Linked DNA regions of Mus musculus: all the other regions are linked to region 2. The links are chromatin contacts, called in public HiChIP or PLAC-seq, Micro-C and promoter capture Hi-C maps. All regions are on one chromosome and are shown on one strand. The core of a region is the stretch at or near the end of the contact, and the rest is flanking DNA. Distances in the headings are between cores, read along the strand shown. Region 1 holds the start of Zkscan17 (zinc finger with KRAB and SCAN domains 17). Region 2 holds the start of Pld6 (phospholipase D family, member 6). Region 3 overlaps Jmjd4 (jumonji domain containing 4). Region 4 has its middle 16 kb from the start of Rai1. Region 5 holds the start of Wnt9a (wingless-type MMTV integration site family, member 9A).

Region 1 (2,700 bases), core at 63-2,562, 280 kb after region 2:
ATGAGGGAGGTACCTGAAGCACAGAGAGGTCACGCAGGCCTTAGATCACCTGACTGCGCCTTGATGGGTGTGATTTAACACAGGTGCTCCGATTCCAGTCTATTAGTCCCTATTCCAGGTTCTATGCAGAAGAAACACAGAAAGAAGGCATATTAGGAGTCATTGGCGGCTTCTGAACAGCGAGAGGGGACCTAAATCCTGAGAGTTGTGAGCTCAGGGGGAGAAACTAAAGGGAAAGTGTTTGTGGGGGGAGAAAAATCCCATGTATCAGCCACCTCCTGGCGCTGCATTTTACCTGCGTGAGGGCTCCAATAAGTGCGCCTCTGAGGAATCCAAGTATTGAGCAGCCACCAGGCAGGAGCCTAAACAGCAGCCCTTCGGGATACACAACTGGACTAATCACTAGGCTTGACTCCCCAACGGGGTCTTTGGTCATTCCAGGCTGTGCTTCCTGGCTGGTGTTTTTGAAAAGGGATTGGCATGGATTTGTAAGTCTAGGTGGCTCCTATTGCTCTCTGTGAGCCTTAAGTCCCAGCCTTGGGTGACCCTTGCTTGCTCAGCGTTCTTCTGCACTTGGGGAACAATCATCCACTTGACTCACCTCCTAATGTCCCAAAACCTCGACCCTTAACTCCATACCTACTAGTCGGAAGAGATTGTCCCAGTCCCAATTATTAGAAGGAAACGGAAGCACGAAGTCTGCCGGTGGTGGGGTGTCTCTATCAAACCACCTTCTTTAAGGGTGACTTCCTACCATGTACCTTCGAAAGAGAACCAGAAAGGGGAAAAAAAATCAGCACAGTAGCTCACTTCTAGGCAGATTTTTCTTTGCTTCCTCCCTTTGACAGTCCGGCTCCATTGTCCAGCCCGAGGGAACTGAGGGAGGATTTGGACTCTACTCAACACAGGGTAGATGAGGCAGGAATAGGTTCCAATGCCCTAGTTCTTGGTCACCTCTCACTCTCCGTGACTTAAGTCACTCTGTCCTGTGTTTATGCATTAAGCCAGCGACAAGCTCCCCAACTCATACTCTCAGGATTGGCAACCTTCTCTCTCCGTACTCACCAGGACTATCCTGGTGCTCAGAGGGACCCAGAGTGCTACAGTCTTCCTTAAACAGAGAAATCGTAGATCATCTCCATGCCACGAAGCCGCGGGCCGCTGCTTCGGCGAGCACCGTGGATCGCTGGGTCTGCATTTCTCCAGTCCTACCGATTTGGGTGGCTCTGGCAGCGTTGGCTTTGAAATGGAATTGCGGCTGGAAGGGATTGGGGCACAACAGCACACACGGGATGCAAATGGTCACTGGGAGATCCCCTTACACCTCATCCCTCCTCCTCCCAATTCTGGCATTTCGCCAGCGCCGCCAGACCAGCCCTTCCCTGCGCCCACACAAGAGGAGCAGAGAAGAGCAAAGCCCCAAGCCGGCCTCCCTGGCTGGTGGCCGCGCGAACTGGCCCCCAGCGCCCGGGTCCCGCCGGGGCGCGCGCGCGCATCCCGAGCCCGCTAGGAAGGCCCACAAAGCTAAAGCCCGGGCCCCGGGCCCAGGCCGGGAGAGCACGGAGCGGGGCGGGGCGGGGCGGTCCAGGCGGGCCGGGGGTGTCGGATGTCACCCCCCCGCGTACACCTCGGCCAGGAGGCGGGGAAGCGAACCACTGAGATGAGGAGACCTCCTCGGTCCTAGAGCGGTGCAGGAAGTGTCCCAGGGGAGGGAGCCGGAGGGCTCCGGCCTTTCCTTTCCGCGGCGGCCCGGCCTACGCGGCCCGCCAACCGGGACGCTGCGCAGCGGTGAGTATACTGTGGCCCGGCTTCCCATGCCCCGCTGTCTGAACCCGGAACCCGCTCCCCACTTCCCGCGCTCTGATCCCCAGCCCGCGCCTGGGTCCTGCTCCCTGTTCTCCTCTTCCCGCGTCCGGGCCCAGATCCCTGCTCCCAGAGCCGCGTCCTCATAGGTGCCCTCGGGGATGAAGCAATACAATTCTCTTCCAGGCGTCTCCCTTCGCTCCCAAGCCCAGCTGATGCATTCTAGAGGATCCCGAGACAGGGTTGGCCTGGCCAGGGACCGAGTCTGGCCCATGCATTGGAGCCGCCTCTGCCAAAACACCAGAGAGACCGAGCTGGAAGGTGAGGATCTGCTCGCCTGCTGTCCCGGGCTTCGAAGGAAAGAGCCAGCAAATCTGAAAGAGTGGAAGCGACAGAAACCCCATAGTTCTCCTGGCCTAAAACACCCTCCTCTTCCTCCTCCTCCTGCTCTTCATTCCTTCCCTGGGATCCTGCGCCTTCAATAACTGCTTTGGGCAAGCCCCGCCCCTGCGGGAGCCCTCCCCTCCCTAACGGTAGTTCATTCATAAAGCTTCCGCTCCCGAGGCTCCTGCGCGCCAGGTGCCAGAGTGACAAAGAGGCACACGCTTGTCTGGCCTAGGGCTCTTTGAGAGCAGTCCCCCAGCAGAACCGGGTGCTGAGGGTGGGACCCTGGACACACTATCCTAAGTGTAGACCTGAGCCATTCAGGGCCCAGCAGGTGGGAGACAGTGGGCGGAGGAAGCAGGAGAGAGCGGGCGGGGCCCGGATTGGGTTCTTAATACGGGAGTAAGACGTGAGAGTAGTCGAGGTTCACAGCCTGTTGCTTTCAGAAGCTCGCGTCGGGTGTCTGCCTTTACTTCGGCAATCAGAGGAATACAGAAAAGTTGAGGTTCCAGG
Region 2 (2,700 bases), core at 122-2,621:
TAACAGGGCTGAGCACGATGACTCAGCTTAGTCTTATAATGCCAGTTCTTGAGGGCTAAGGCTAGAAGATTGCTGTAAGTCTGAGACCATCTAAACCAGGCTATGCTACAGAATAAGACCGGTTTGTCTAATGGTGCCCAACGTCAGGAAATAGGTCAGTCTCTGCAGATGAGGAAAGTATCGGGAGCATGGGTATGAGAGGGTCTCCTTAAAACAGGAAGGGGTGTGTGTGTGTGCCCCATCGAGCTCAGCATAGGAAGCCATGCTGGCCTGGGTGGTCCTGGAGGGATGAAGAAAGTGATGTCTGTCTGTATCTTCTAAGTTTTGGGTCAGAGGTCTTCCTGTCTTCCAGCATGTGACATTCTCCTATGTTCAGTCACTGTCCTATGTTCAGTCAAAGCTTCTGATTGTCTGCTGTTTCAGCTGTAGGAACGCAACCCGAGGCAGCTCTGAATTCATCTCACAGTGAGCAAAACTTGCTGCATCATTAGGGACAAAAGACATGGTGCTGAGTGTGGACCACTGTGGACCTAAGTTCATGAGTGTGTTTCCCCTGTCTAGGGCACACTATCTAACACTGGGTGTCCTGAGCCTCTGGTTCATATAGTCTTTCCATCACTTCTTCCATTATACTTAGCCTTAGGTGTCTGGGTTACAATGCAGGTGTATCAGTTGGGGATGAGCAAAAGTACCTGCTGCCAAACCTCGTAAGCGGGGAATCTATCCCCACAGTTGCGAATTCTCAGCATTCTGATCAGTTGTGGAACTCTGATTGTCTTCATCTGTTGAAAAGGAAGTTCTTTGATGAGGGGTGAGAGCTGCACTTATCTGTGGATATAAGTTTTTAGAAAACAGAAATGATTTTGGCCTAGGAAACTGGCAGCAAATAAGTTCTTCTCCCGCAGGCCTCTGGCCTATCCATTGGCTATATTTATAGTACCGTTCATAACTCCTTCCTGTAGACCGTACAAATCCACAAACAACATGGTAATTGAAGAAAATCCCAAAGCAAATCCCATTAAAATCAGGAGACGGCATCCCACTATCCCCATTTCTTTTCAATGCGATGCAGAAACTCTAGAGCAGTCAGGTAAGGGAAGGAAATTCATGGGAAACACATAGGAAAAGAAGTCAAATGAAGGTACTCGCCTTCAATCCCAGCACTCTGCAGAAGCAGGCAGATCTCTGAGTTCAAGGCCAGCCTGGTCCACCAATGAGCGCGCTTCCCCAAGGGCTCTTTGCTAGCTTGGGAAAGCTGTGCAACCGCTAGTTTAGCTCCTGGCTGGGGGCGGGCCCCGCAAGGGGGCGTGGCACACCCGGAGTTGGGGGCGGGCTGGCACGTGTTGGGCGCGCAAGCGCTTGGTGCTACGGCTGACCTTAGAGGTGGCGGCCATGGGGCGCTCGAGTTGGCGGTTGGTGTTCGCGGCTGGTGCGGGTCTCGCGCTGGCCCTAGAGGCACTGCCGTGGCTGATGCGTTGGCTGCTGGCTGGGCGGCGGCCAAGGCGCGAGGTGCTCTTCTTCCCCTCACAGGTGACCTGCACCGAGGCTTTACTGCAGGCCCCAGGGTTGCCTCCCGGGCCCTCGGGCTGCCCGTGTAGCCTCCCCCACAGCGAGAGTTCACTGAGCCGCCTGCTGCGCGCGCTGTTGGCCGCCCGCTCCAGCTTGGAGCTCTGCCTCTTCGCCTTCTCCAGCCCGCAGCTGGGGCGTGCAGTGCAGCTGCTGCATCAGCGTGGGGTGCGCGTGCGGGTCATCACTGACTGCGACTACATGGCCCTCAACGGCTCTCAGATCGGCCTGCTGCGCAAGGCAGGTAAACCGCCGCCGAGGGTGCACACCGGCAGAGGGGTAGAGGACTTACTTGATGCCCCTACCGACTTTGTCCAGAGCAGGTAGCATTTCAGGGAGAAAGGTGGAGGCAGGCAGGCAGAGATGAGCGGGCCAAGGAGCCAAGGTTCATAGTCTGTTATATTCCGTGTCTGGGCTCCCCATGAGTAAGGTATGTGGCAATTCCCACCAGTTTCCACGCTCTGACCTTGACCTTAGAGGCGTGTGTGTTTAGACTTAATTTCTGTGATTGTTCTAGGCTGAGATGGCTGACATAAGTGAAGGCATGGAGGATAAAACTTAAGTCAGTTTAAACTCAGCCAACACTGAGAAACCCTTAGCGGCTGTGTGACCACAGCGGGAGTAGGAGTGACAGTGTTGATTAGTGAGTTTCCCACTAGACTCTGTGATCATTGGAAAGTGGACCCTACAGTGTGGCGAATACTTGCTTCTCAGCGATCACCTCTGGGCCCATAGGTATGTCTGGCCCGCCTACAGCTCAGCAGCAGGTGTGACAATATCCTCCCTTAGGCCTGTGGCCCTTGTTTGTTTTCCTTCAAGTGGTTGGCACTGGAGGAACACAAACTTTGACTGCTAGATCCCTTCATTACGCAGGAGTCAGTGCCCCCATGTCCCTCCCACACACCTGCCTAGCCTAATCGTTGTGCCCACAGTGGCTGACAGGCTAGGGGAGCCCTTGGGAGATGTCCAGGCTTTGTAGGGCTCTCGAGGCTTTTTATTTCCTCCACACGGCCTGTCTTCCCACATCCTGGGGATGGTGTAGCCTTGGAAACCAGGTCTGCTTCCAGATCCCTCATAGGGAAGGAAGAACACCGCAGCACTGACCTGTTGTGTATCACTCACGTGGGCAGCACA
Region 3 (2,700 bases), core at 146-2,645, 330 kb after region 2:
CCAGCCTGTAATTCCTGTGAACACATGTGGATGCCTGTGTTAACTACATAATTGTACAACTGCTTTTATGAACTGTTGTGCTTTGAACTATCAGGATGTGCATGCACACTGCTTATGAAGCAAAGATGAATGCACACAGACTGTGCTCAGTTCTAGGCAAAGTTTAGAGTCTCGAGGCACCCTACAAGGAATTGTACACTGACACATGTCTAGGGCTACAGAGACAGGTTAATATGAAAGAATACTTCCAAGAAGGGAGGTGGGCCATAGATGGGTAGAAAAGTCAGAGGCTCAATGTTTCCACTAGCCAGCAAATTGGGGTCTGTATGTTATTTGTACAGTGTGCTCTTGTAGGTGATTCAGTTTCAGTTGGGGGTGGGCTTTCCCTGGTCCCCCTCCCCCTCCCCCCATTGCCCCTGTTTGTTTCTATCACTGGCTTATTTTTTATATACTAATCTATATAATTTATATAGCATATACTTTGTATGTTCTGCTCTACTTTCCTTCCGCATCTTCAGCATCAGCCCTGATGACTAGGGATCATAGACTTCTGCATATTTATTTCTCCATGTCTCAATGGCTTTTTTTTCTTCACCAGCTAAACAGAAAACCACCTTAAGGATGGTATATGGGTCTATGTCTTAGTCAAGGTTTCTACTCCTGCACAAACATCATGACCAAGAAGCAAGTTGGGGAGGAAAGGGCTTATTCAGCTTACATTTCCACACTGTTGTTCATCACCAAAGGAAGTCAGGACTGGAACTCAAAGCACGTCAGGAGTCAGGAGCTGATGCTAAGGCCATGGAGGGATGTTTCTCACTGGCTTGCTCAGCTTGTTTTCTTATAGAACCCAAGACTACCAGCCCAGAGATGGTCCCACCCACAAGGGGCCCTTGATCACTAATTGAAAAAACGCCTTACAGCCAGATCTCATGGAGGCATTTCCCCAACTGAAGCTCCTTTCTCTGTGATAACTCCAGCCTGTGTCAAATTGACACACAAAACCAGCCAGTACAATATATAAATCTAACATGCAGATTTGCAAACTTGTGCCTATGTAATGGGAATTCTGGCAGTGCTGCAGAGTACAGGGACTTCTCCTTGGGAGTTATGATTCGACACTTGGGAGGCACCTATGTGTGGGCGAGTAGTAGGTGCTGGGACAGGGACTGGTGCGGCTGGGTATGGAGGGCAACTGCTGCCTGTCAGGTTGAGTTGGTTGTCTCCTCCTGTTGCAGTTCCTCAGAGGCATTTGGGAGAAAGGCTGCCACCACTTGGGAATTTCCCACACAAGCACTGGCAGAAGGTGCCTGTGTGAGGAATAGCTAGCTAGGTCTGGTCTATGCGTGAGTCAGTCACCAGGTATGACTGGAATGCAGCTACGTACTCTTCCCCCTTTGCAAGGCCTGCATGCAGAAATCGCTTGCATAATTCCAGCCACACAGAGGTCATTGTCGAAGCTTGCATACACCAGCTGACAAGACAGAACCTGACTTCATACACTTGGTCCTGTGTGGGTCTAAGGAGATGACTCATTGCTCTCCTGCCATGCCTTGTGAATTCCAATAGTGAGAAACAAGAGAAAGACGTGAAAGCTTCCTGGCCCATTTCCTCAGCAAGAGGGGACTTGCCCTTCTATTGCAGGACTTAATTTTCTCTCTGTCCCATTCACTTTCCTTCATCACATCATTCCTGTGTCAATCTGCCAAATTAGTTTGTTTCCCACAGCCAAGAAGCAGCTGGGTTTGTTTGCTTGCTTGTTCTTTGAGATCAGGTCTCCCTGAATAGCTCTGGCTGTCCTGGAGTAGACCAGTTCAATGAGAGACCCTGTCTGAAAAAAATAAGGTGGAAGACACCTAACAATGACACTATTTGTGTGGTTTCAGTCCTCCGAGAACATGGATAATTGTGTGTGTGTACATTTGTTTTCTTCACAACAGGGTTTTTTTGGTGTTTCCCTGGCGGGACTGTAACTGTTCTAAGCTTATCATTACGTTAAAACCACATAACTTTCATGAAAATAAAGGCATGCATTTTCCTTGAAAGGCTTCCCAGAGTTTAGGGTTGCGCTGGCGCTCTGCACCCTCCCAAGTGCTGGGGTTACAGGTGTATGCACAGGCTATTTATTTTTAATAAAGACTTATGTGAGCACACTGTAGCTGTCTTCAGAGACATTAGGTCAAAGGATCCCATTACAGATGGTTGTGAGCCACCATGTGGTTGCTGGGAATGGAACTCAGGACCTCTGGAAAAGCAGTCAGTGCTCTTAACTGCTGAGCCATTTCTCCAGCCCAGGTTATTGGTCTTTTATAAACCAACTTTTGGTTTCACTGCTATTCTCTATTTCAAAGACTTGTGCTGGTTATTTCCATTTATTGTGTATGTTCTATTTTTTTGGCTATTGATCCAAAACACTTGTTCTTAGTCCTGCCAATTTATCATTTTCCCTCTAGGTAAGGCTTTAGCTGTCTTACAGATAGTTTGTATATTGTCACTTCATTTCTGGTATTCTCCGGTGTATTTTCTAATGTTGCTCTTGAGTTTTTATTTTACCCTCCCCTAATCTGTATCTACACTTGAGTTCTCCAACTATTTAACTGCAGGCTCAGCCAGGCATAGTGGCATGTGTGTATCCTCCTCCCACTGGGAAGGATGAGTAGAGAGGATTCCCTGAATCTTAGGATGTTAATTTTTCTTAAT
Region 4 (2,700 bases), core at 60-2,559, 300 kb before region 2:
AAGGGTCAGACCTAGAAGGCAAGCTCCCAAAGGCCCTTCCCTGCAGAGGGAATCCTTAGAGCCACAGCAGTTCCTGGATTCCAATGTGTCCGGGCAAGTGCTCACCTTGTGACTTCCTGCAAGTTGCCACCTGTGTCAACTTCTGTACCAACTAATTTTGGGAAATGTCCTGACGTGTCAGAGGTAGCCCTTCCCAAGAGCTCTGTTTCCCAGCTCTTGGGATGGAGCTGCTACAGGCTTTCCTGAGTCAGTACTTGTGACATGCTCAGGATTTACACAGTAAGGGACAGCATAGTCCCCATGTCTCAAAGGTGACGGTGTTCAGCACAGAGGAGCCACACCACACTGTTTCTAAGTGGCCACTGATTCTCAAGACTTCCCAGAGGTCCTAGCTGGAACTCCTTACATTTGGACTTCCCAATTATTCAATCTTGCTTTGTGTGGCCCTGAGCCAATGACTTGTGAGCCTGGGGATGTGAGGACTACACAGGGCAGGCAAGCTGGTCCAAACACAGACAACAGCCAGAAAAAAAGATGCATGGGGCCAGAGGCCTGGATCCAACTGTGCCTGAAGCTAGTAACTTCCTTCGCTTGTGTGTGTATGGGTACACATAGATACACACAGACAGAGACACAGACAGAGACAGACACACACATTCACACGTGCACACTAGTTGCAACTCAAAGAATATTTTTAAATTAAATTAAATTTTTTTGCAAAGTCAGCCGAGCCAGCAGTCTCCTCATCTTTGGTCTTTCCCACAGCAGCTCCGACAGCCTTCCCTCGCTCGGACGCTCAGGATGGGGAGCTTACAGGGCAGAGCTACCCTACCCTGGCTACTCTTGGTTGAATGGGGTACACAGAGTGATGGCGTGGAAGGAAGGCAGCGTGACCCTGGATGAGACATCCAGGTTCCTATGCGGGGCAGATAATGGGAAGAGGACTCTCCATGGCCCAACAGACCACTGGCAACCCACTGTGTCACCCCAAGCAAGGCTTCATCATCAGTCTCACCATCTGGAAACGTGGTTCTCCACAGTACTCATCTGGCAAGGACGCCATCAGGATGACACTGCAAGATGTGTAACAGTCTGCACACCCAGCACATACACAAAAATAGGGACTGCCAAGTGAGAGCAGAGAGAGATGCCCTGTGGCCTTGGGGACTGCCCTAGGGACTATTCTTCCTTACCATCAGCTGCAATGACACACTACCTGGCTCCCTTGTTTCCATGTGGCCAGCAGTGTTCATAGCCAAGATGTGGAGCTGTCTGTTGTCATAGCAACCCAGGCCTATGGTGTCCTGTCCCCGTTAGTACCAGAGCTTGCCACTTGGGGTGTCAGCCTGCAGGTTTGTGAGTGGATATGGGTGTGCGAGAGGGATTCCTGAGGGCACCAGCCATGTGCCTGAGCACGAACAGGATTTCTTTTCAATTAAAAAAAAAAAAAAAAAAGAATTCTGCCCAGGCAAGGCTGGAACCTGTGCTGTGGGCCTCTCGCCATGGGTGTGGTGTCTGAAGCGCTTGTGTGGTCTGCATGTCCATGGGGCTCTTGTGTGATGTGGTCTTGGGATGCTGGCCCCAAGACGGGGTGGGTAGGAGGAGCTGGGGCAGAGAGTATGGTTTCTGCTGTCTGCTGCTCTGACCGTGTGGTCCTGGAAAGGGAGGCAGTCACTGGACCTTTCTGAGCCTCAGCTTCCGGCCGTGTAAACAACAGCAGGCTGTGAGGGCAAGCACACCTCATATTAGTCCACAGTTACTCCTTTGACACTGGGTAACTTTGGTTCCTGAGGTTCGACTATGTTTCGGTTCACCCCTCCTTTGAAGATCCTCAGGCTGGAAGGAGACAGCAACGCACAACTGTGTAAACAGAGTCCAAGAGACACGGGGCAGATGTCCCATGAAAGAGCACAGTGATGGTCGAAGGGCTGAGGTGCGCATGCGCTGAGGTGCACACGCTAAGCACAGCCAGAGCAAAGGCCCTGTGGTGGTCTAAGGCTGGACAATGAAATGATGTGCGTGGTGGGCGTGGCTGCAGCAGTTTGTGGCGCAGAAGGAAGGCACATGGGTGCAAGGACCTACGTATAGCTGACCCAAAAACTGAATGGCAGCGCTGGGCCTGTGGGGAAGGATAGGGTGAGGAAAAGGATATGGCTGCCTTTGGGGTGCAAATGGGGGAAGTAATCTGGATATGGAAGGATGGTGTGTTGCATGGCCGAATGGCTCTGGTTTCCTCATTCCCAACCACCATCTTCTGCCTCTAACTAAGTTGGGATCTGCGACACAGAGATGAACAGCCAGCCCTGTGTGGGTTGTGGTCATATTCAGAGTAGTTGGTGAAGGGGGAGGGAACAGAGTGGGGGGGATGGATGGGGCGGGGACCATGAAGGAAAGGGCACAACTAGCTGGAGGGGATGTTTGGGTGGTGTTGGAGCTGAGGAGAGAAGGCAGTCTCTGGAGCATAGAGAGACAAGGACAGGAAGCAGACAGTGGGAGGGACCAGGGCCCAGAGCTGTCCACAGGGGCGTGGAAAGGAGTTTAAGAACTGTAAAAGGCCTTGACAGCTGAACACATTGGGATGGCCTGCGGTGACGATTCTGGAATTTTGGTTTCTTTTCAAAGCACAAAAATATTCTAAGAAAGTATTTTCGTCTTAATCCCGTGTGTGGGGGTGCAGGGCTGCTTCGGACTGTCTGTAGA
Region 5 (2,700 bases), core at 24-2,523, 480 kb after region 2:
CGAGACATGGAACTGACCCTGGAAGACAACCCAGAAGAAATGGACAGACGGAGGAGAAAGGAGGAGAAAGAAAAACACAAAGGGAAAATTTCCCATGAAAATATTTTATTTTCTTTGAGAACAGGATACACCTGCAGGGTTCCTCAGCCCAGCCGCCTCTCCCTGCCCTGGCGGGTGCCAGATTCCTAGACCAACGGGGCCCTCTGCCGGCCACACCGCTGCGAGCGGCCACTGAAGCCAGGGGCGAGGGAACAGGTGACCGGCGAAGGGCGGCGGCCCAAGACGCAGTCCAGATCACCCAGGACCAGGGTTGCGACCCGAGGGGCTAACCCAGGTCTCCCAGAGGGGGAAAGAAGGGTGATAAGCAGGGAGGGCAGAGAAAGCTGGGGCGCTGCCATGCGTGGTGCCACCCAGGACCTTGGAGAACTCAAAGTGCAGTGGGTGTCCCTCTAAAGATCGCTGGGTTCAGGCATCCCAAACCTGGGAAAGCGAGTAGAGAGGGAGGGACGAAAGGAACCAAAGGTGAAGAGACGCGCCCAAGAACGCGGCAAAACTGCTAACGCATAGACAGGCGAGTGCGGGCGGCGACCCCGCGGGACAGCGGCGGCGTTTACCCCCCGGGGTCAGGTCTCCCAGACGTGTTCCCGAGGGCCGAGGTCGGGGCCAGGCTCGGGCGAGCGCCAGAAAAAAGCGCAAGAAAAATAAATTTCTCCAGCTTGGAGGGTTTTTTTTCTCCCCTTTGGGGCTCAGTGCAAGGAACATCTGGATTTTGTACGTGTTTTTTTGTTGTTGTTAAATTAACTTTTCCAGGAGAGAAGGGGGGTAGTGGGCAGGGGCCAGGGAGGCTCCAGCCTTTTGGCAGGAACACCGCGGCCTAAGGCGGCGGCGGCGACTCGGGAGTCACCGTGGACCGCGGCCCCGCGCAAGCCCGTCGGGGACACCGGCCCCTCTACCTCTAGGGCGCACGGCGGGCAACGACCTGCGGACCGAGAGGCGCGCTCGCTGCCAACTAACGACTCCAAGCCACCCGTGTACCCCGCCGAGCACCTGGCGAGTGCTACCCCGGGCTCGATGCCCCCGTCCGGCCCCGCCGCCCTCGCCCGCCCTCGCGCGGCCGCCCGCCGCGGGCACCTACCCGAAGTAGGCGGCCGAAGGGCGCAGCGCGGCGAGCAGCAGCGTCAGCCCGAAGGCCGCGGCCAGCCAGCGCGCCAGAAGGGACCCATCCAGCATCTTGCCGCGCCGCGGCGGCAGACCATCGCGCTCCGGGCTCCGCGCAGGGCGCGCCGCGACCGCCGCCCTCTTATAGCGTCCGCAGCCGCGGCCGCGGGGCGGGGCGCCGGCCAGCTGGGCTCGGCCCGCCCGCGCCCCGGAGGAGGGGTCACGCCGGCGCCGGGGGCGGGCCGAAATCCGAGCTGCGCGCCCGCCGCCGCCGCCGCGGCCGCCGAGCTGCTCGGCTCGCGGGGCGGGCCTGGGGCGCGCTGTGGGGAGGGCTGGGCACGTGGCGCGGTGGGAACCCCGGTCGAGTAACGGAGCCAGAAGGAGCGATGGGGCGGGACTGAGAGACAGAGCAGGGTTAGACCCCGGGGCTAGGTGTCTGCAGCCAGGACACAAGTGCGAGCTCCGGGGTGTCTCCTGACAGTTAGGGACCGGGTGTTGGCCGCCGGGAAAGACATCCAAGAGCCGAGAAACTTGGACGACTGTGCTTGAGGGGATAGTGACTGGGTGGCTTGGGAGCGACGTTAGCCACTGGATTACAGAGCGGGAGCGTGGGGGGACGCGAATCCACTCGCGGGCCAATGTTGCCAAGAGGGAGCCACTGCTGAAAGTTGGGGTGCTGTAGCTGGAGGAATGGAAAGGCGACCTCTCCAAGGGAGACCAAAAAGGCATTTCTGCAGAGCCGGTGCTGTGGCCGACTTGGACCTGAGGATGGGACAATATGGTCCTCAGGGACTTCTGGACTACTAGCTGCAGATATCACTGACACTCAGGGACCTCATACCCCAAACAGGGTGGAAGATGAAGGGGACCGCTGGCCAGGATGGTGACTGGTCTGTGTGAAAGCCCAGAGCTGTGACTCATCTTCGTGGACTGAATTGTCTATAAGTCAAACCTTAACTAACACGCAGAGAAACACAATTGCCCAGGGCACCCAATAGACTGCTTAAGAGTCCCCTGACATTGGGGGAGGGGCGGCTTATTCAGGGACCATTCAAAGTGCTGGAGAATAGGACCGAGTGATTGGATCCTGACACATGCCCACCGCGTGTCAACCTTCCGTGCTGGAGACGCACTTTCTGTGCAAGACAGTGACACACACACACACACACACACCAGAGCCAAGCTAACAAAACCCAGGGACCTCCAACACTAGCGTGCCTCCCTGACCTGGGCTTACAGGGGCAAGCTCCACACCCTGGAAGGCAAACCTCCTTACCAGCCACCGCCTTCTCAACTTAGAGGGGCTGATTCTGGATGGGAGACCTCCAAGTCTGAGGGTTTTGAGCTCCTCTGGGAGGCTGAGTTGTCTAGCCGTGCACAGCAACTGCTCAGCCACCTGTCACGGCTCCAAAGGAAAGCAGAGGAGGAAATGAGTGAAAAAAAAAAAATCACATCAGCCTCCGCACTGGTCAGAGCCAAGCAGGTTACTCCTGTGGGTGTGGACCACCCAAGTGAATATACCCTGTCCTGACTGAAAAGCTT

The links. Promoter capture Hi-C pulls out the DNA fragments that hold promoters and counts their contacts. Hi-C and Micro-C count contacts between places; a contact is called where the count stands out from the background. HiChIP or PLAC-seq counts read pairs in DNA pulled down with a chosen protein or histone mark.
Region 1: an H3K27ac HiChIP or PLAC-seq map of epiblast stem cells shows a contact between it and region 2, with 2.6 times the contacts expected there. The contact joins the promoter of Zkscan17 here to the promoter of Pld6 in region 2. A contact is called at or near these places in 10 of 39 promoter capture datasets (the 3T3-L1 cell line, 3T3-L1-derived adipocytes, cranial neural crest and 6 more), 1 of 15 datasets of contacts at CTCF or cohesin (embryonic stem cells), 3 of 484 Hi-C or Micro-C datasets (bone marrow-derived macrophages and embryonic stem cells), 16 of 115 datasets of contacts at active chromatin or transcription factors (the NIH/3T3 cell line, bone marrow-derived macrophages, embryonic forebrain and 9 more) and 3 of 9 other capture datasets (adipose tissue, embryonic stem cells and pancreatic islet).
Region 3: a contact with region 2 is called in a promoter capture Hi-C map of liver, with 2.2 times the contacts expected there. The contact joins the enhancer-like site here to the promoter of Pld6 in region 2. A contact is called at or near these places in 6 of 39 promoter capture datasets (cranial neural crest, embryonic stem cells, hippocampal neurons and 2 more).
Region 4: a contact with region 2 is called in a promoter capture Hi-C map of the HPC-7 cell line, with 4 times the contacts expected there. The contact joins the enhancer-like site here to the promoter of Pld6 in region 2. A contact is called at or near these places in 9 of 39 promoter capture datasets (the 3T3-L1 cell line, the C10 cell line, the HPC-7 cell line and 4 more), 3 of 15 datasets of contacts at CTCF or cohesin (embryonic stem cells and pro-B cells), 21 of 484 Hi-C or Micro-C datasets (the C2C12 cell line, the G1E-ER4 cell line, the HL-1 cell line and 5 more), 2 of 115 datasets of contacts at active chromatin or transcription factors (embryonic stem cells and pancreatic cancer cells) and 3 of 9 other capture datasets (adipose tissue, embryonic stem cells and liver).
Region 5: a contact with region 2 is called in a Micro-C map of embryonic stem cells, with 2.2 times the contacts expected there. The contact joins the promoter of Wnt9a here to the promoter of Pld6 in region 2. A contact is called at or near these places in 8 of 39 promoter capture datasets (the C10 cell line, cranial neural crest, embryonic stem cells and 4 more), 1 of 15 datasets of contacts at CTCF or cohesin (large pre-B cells), 6 of 484 Hi-C or Micro-C datasets (embryonic stem cells, pre-B cells and ventral hippocampal neurons), 2 of 115 datasets of contacts at active chromatin or transcription factors (embryonic stem cells and stem cell-derived neural progenitor cells) and 2 of 9 other capture datasets (embryonic stem cells and macrophages).

Annotation. Positions count from the first base shown.
Region 1 is chr11:59,505,252-59,507,951 of GRCm38.p6, reverse strand. It overlaps Zkscan17 (zinc finger with KRAB and SCAN domains 17), which reads left to right and starts at 1,312. Exons shown (of 10, transcript NM_172941.4): 1 at 1,312-1,788; 2 at 1,990-2,124. It overlaps 4933439C10Rik (RIKEN cDNA 4933439C10 gene), which reads right to left and starts at 2,299. Exons shown (of 5, transcript NR_015585.3): 1 at 1,066-2,299; 2 at 640-761; 3 at 14-121.
Region 2 is chr11:59,786,328-59,789,027 of GRCm38.p6, reverse strand. It overlaps Pld6 (phospholipase D family, member 6), which reads left to right and starts at 1,371. Exons shown (of 2, transcript NM_001290283.1): 1 at 1,371-1,810. The coding sequence starts at 1,393.
Region 3 is chr11:59,457,881-59,460,580 of GRCm38.p6, reverse strand. Jmjd4 (jumonji domain containing 4) reads right to left here. Exons shown (of 6, transcript NM_178659.6): 6 at 2,014-2,700. Among named protein-coding and RNA genes, the nearest start is that of Jmjd4, 9.2 kb to the right of the region's middle. Within about 2 kb of position 1,395, at least 146 of the 459 cell types and tissues checked have an H3K27ac peak or open chromatin away from gene starts, as enhancers often do. A contact at or near this core is called in embryonic stem cells and liver, where this site is marked.
Region 4 is chr11:60,087,755-60,090,454 of GRCm38.p6, reverse strand. No RefSeq gene overlaps it. Among named protein-coding and RNA genes, the nearest start is that of Rai1, 16 kb to the left of the region's middle. Within about 2 kb of position 1,309, at least 48 of the 459 cell types and tissues checked have an H3K27ac peak or open chromatin away from gene starts, as enhancers often do. A contact at or near this core is called in the HPC-7 cell line and cortical neurons, where this site is marked.
Region 5 is chr11:59,305,503-59,308,202 of GRCm38.p6, reverse strand. It overlaps Wnt9a (wingless-type MMTV integration site family, member 9A), which reads right to left and starts at 1,273. Exons shown (of 4, transcript NM_139298.2): 1 at 1,136-1,273. The coding sequence starts at 1,230.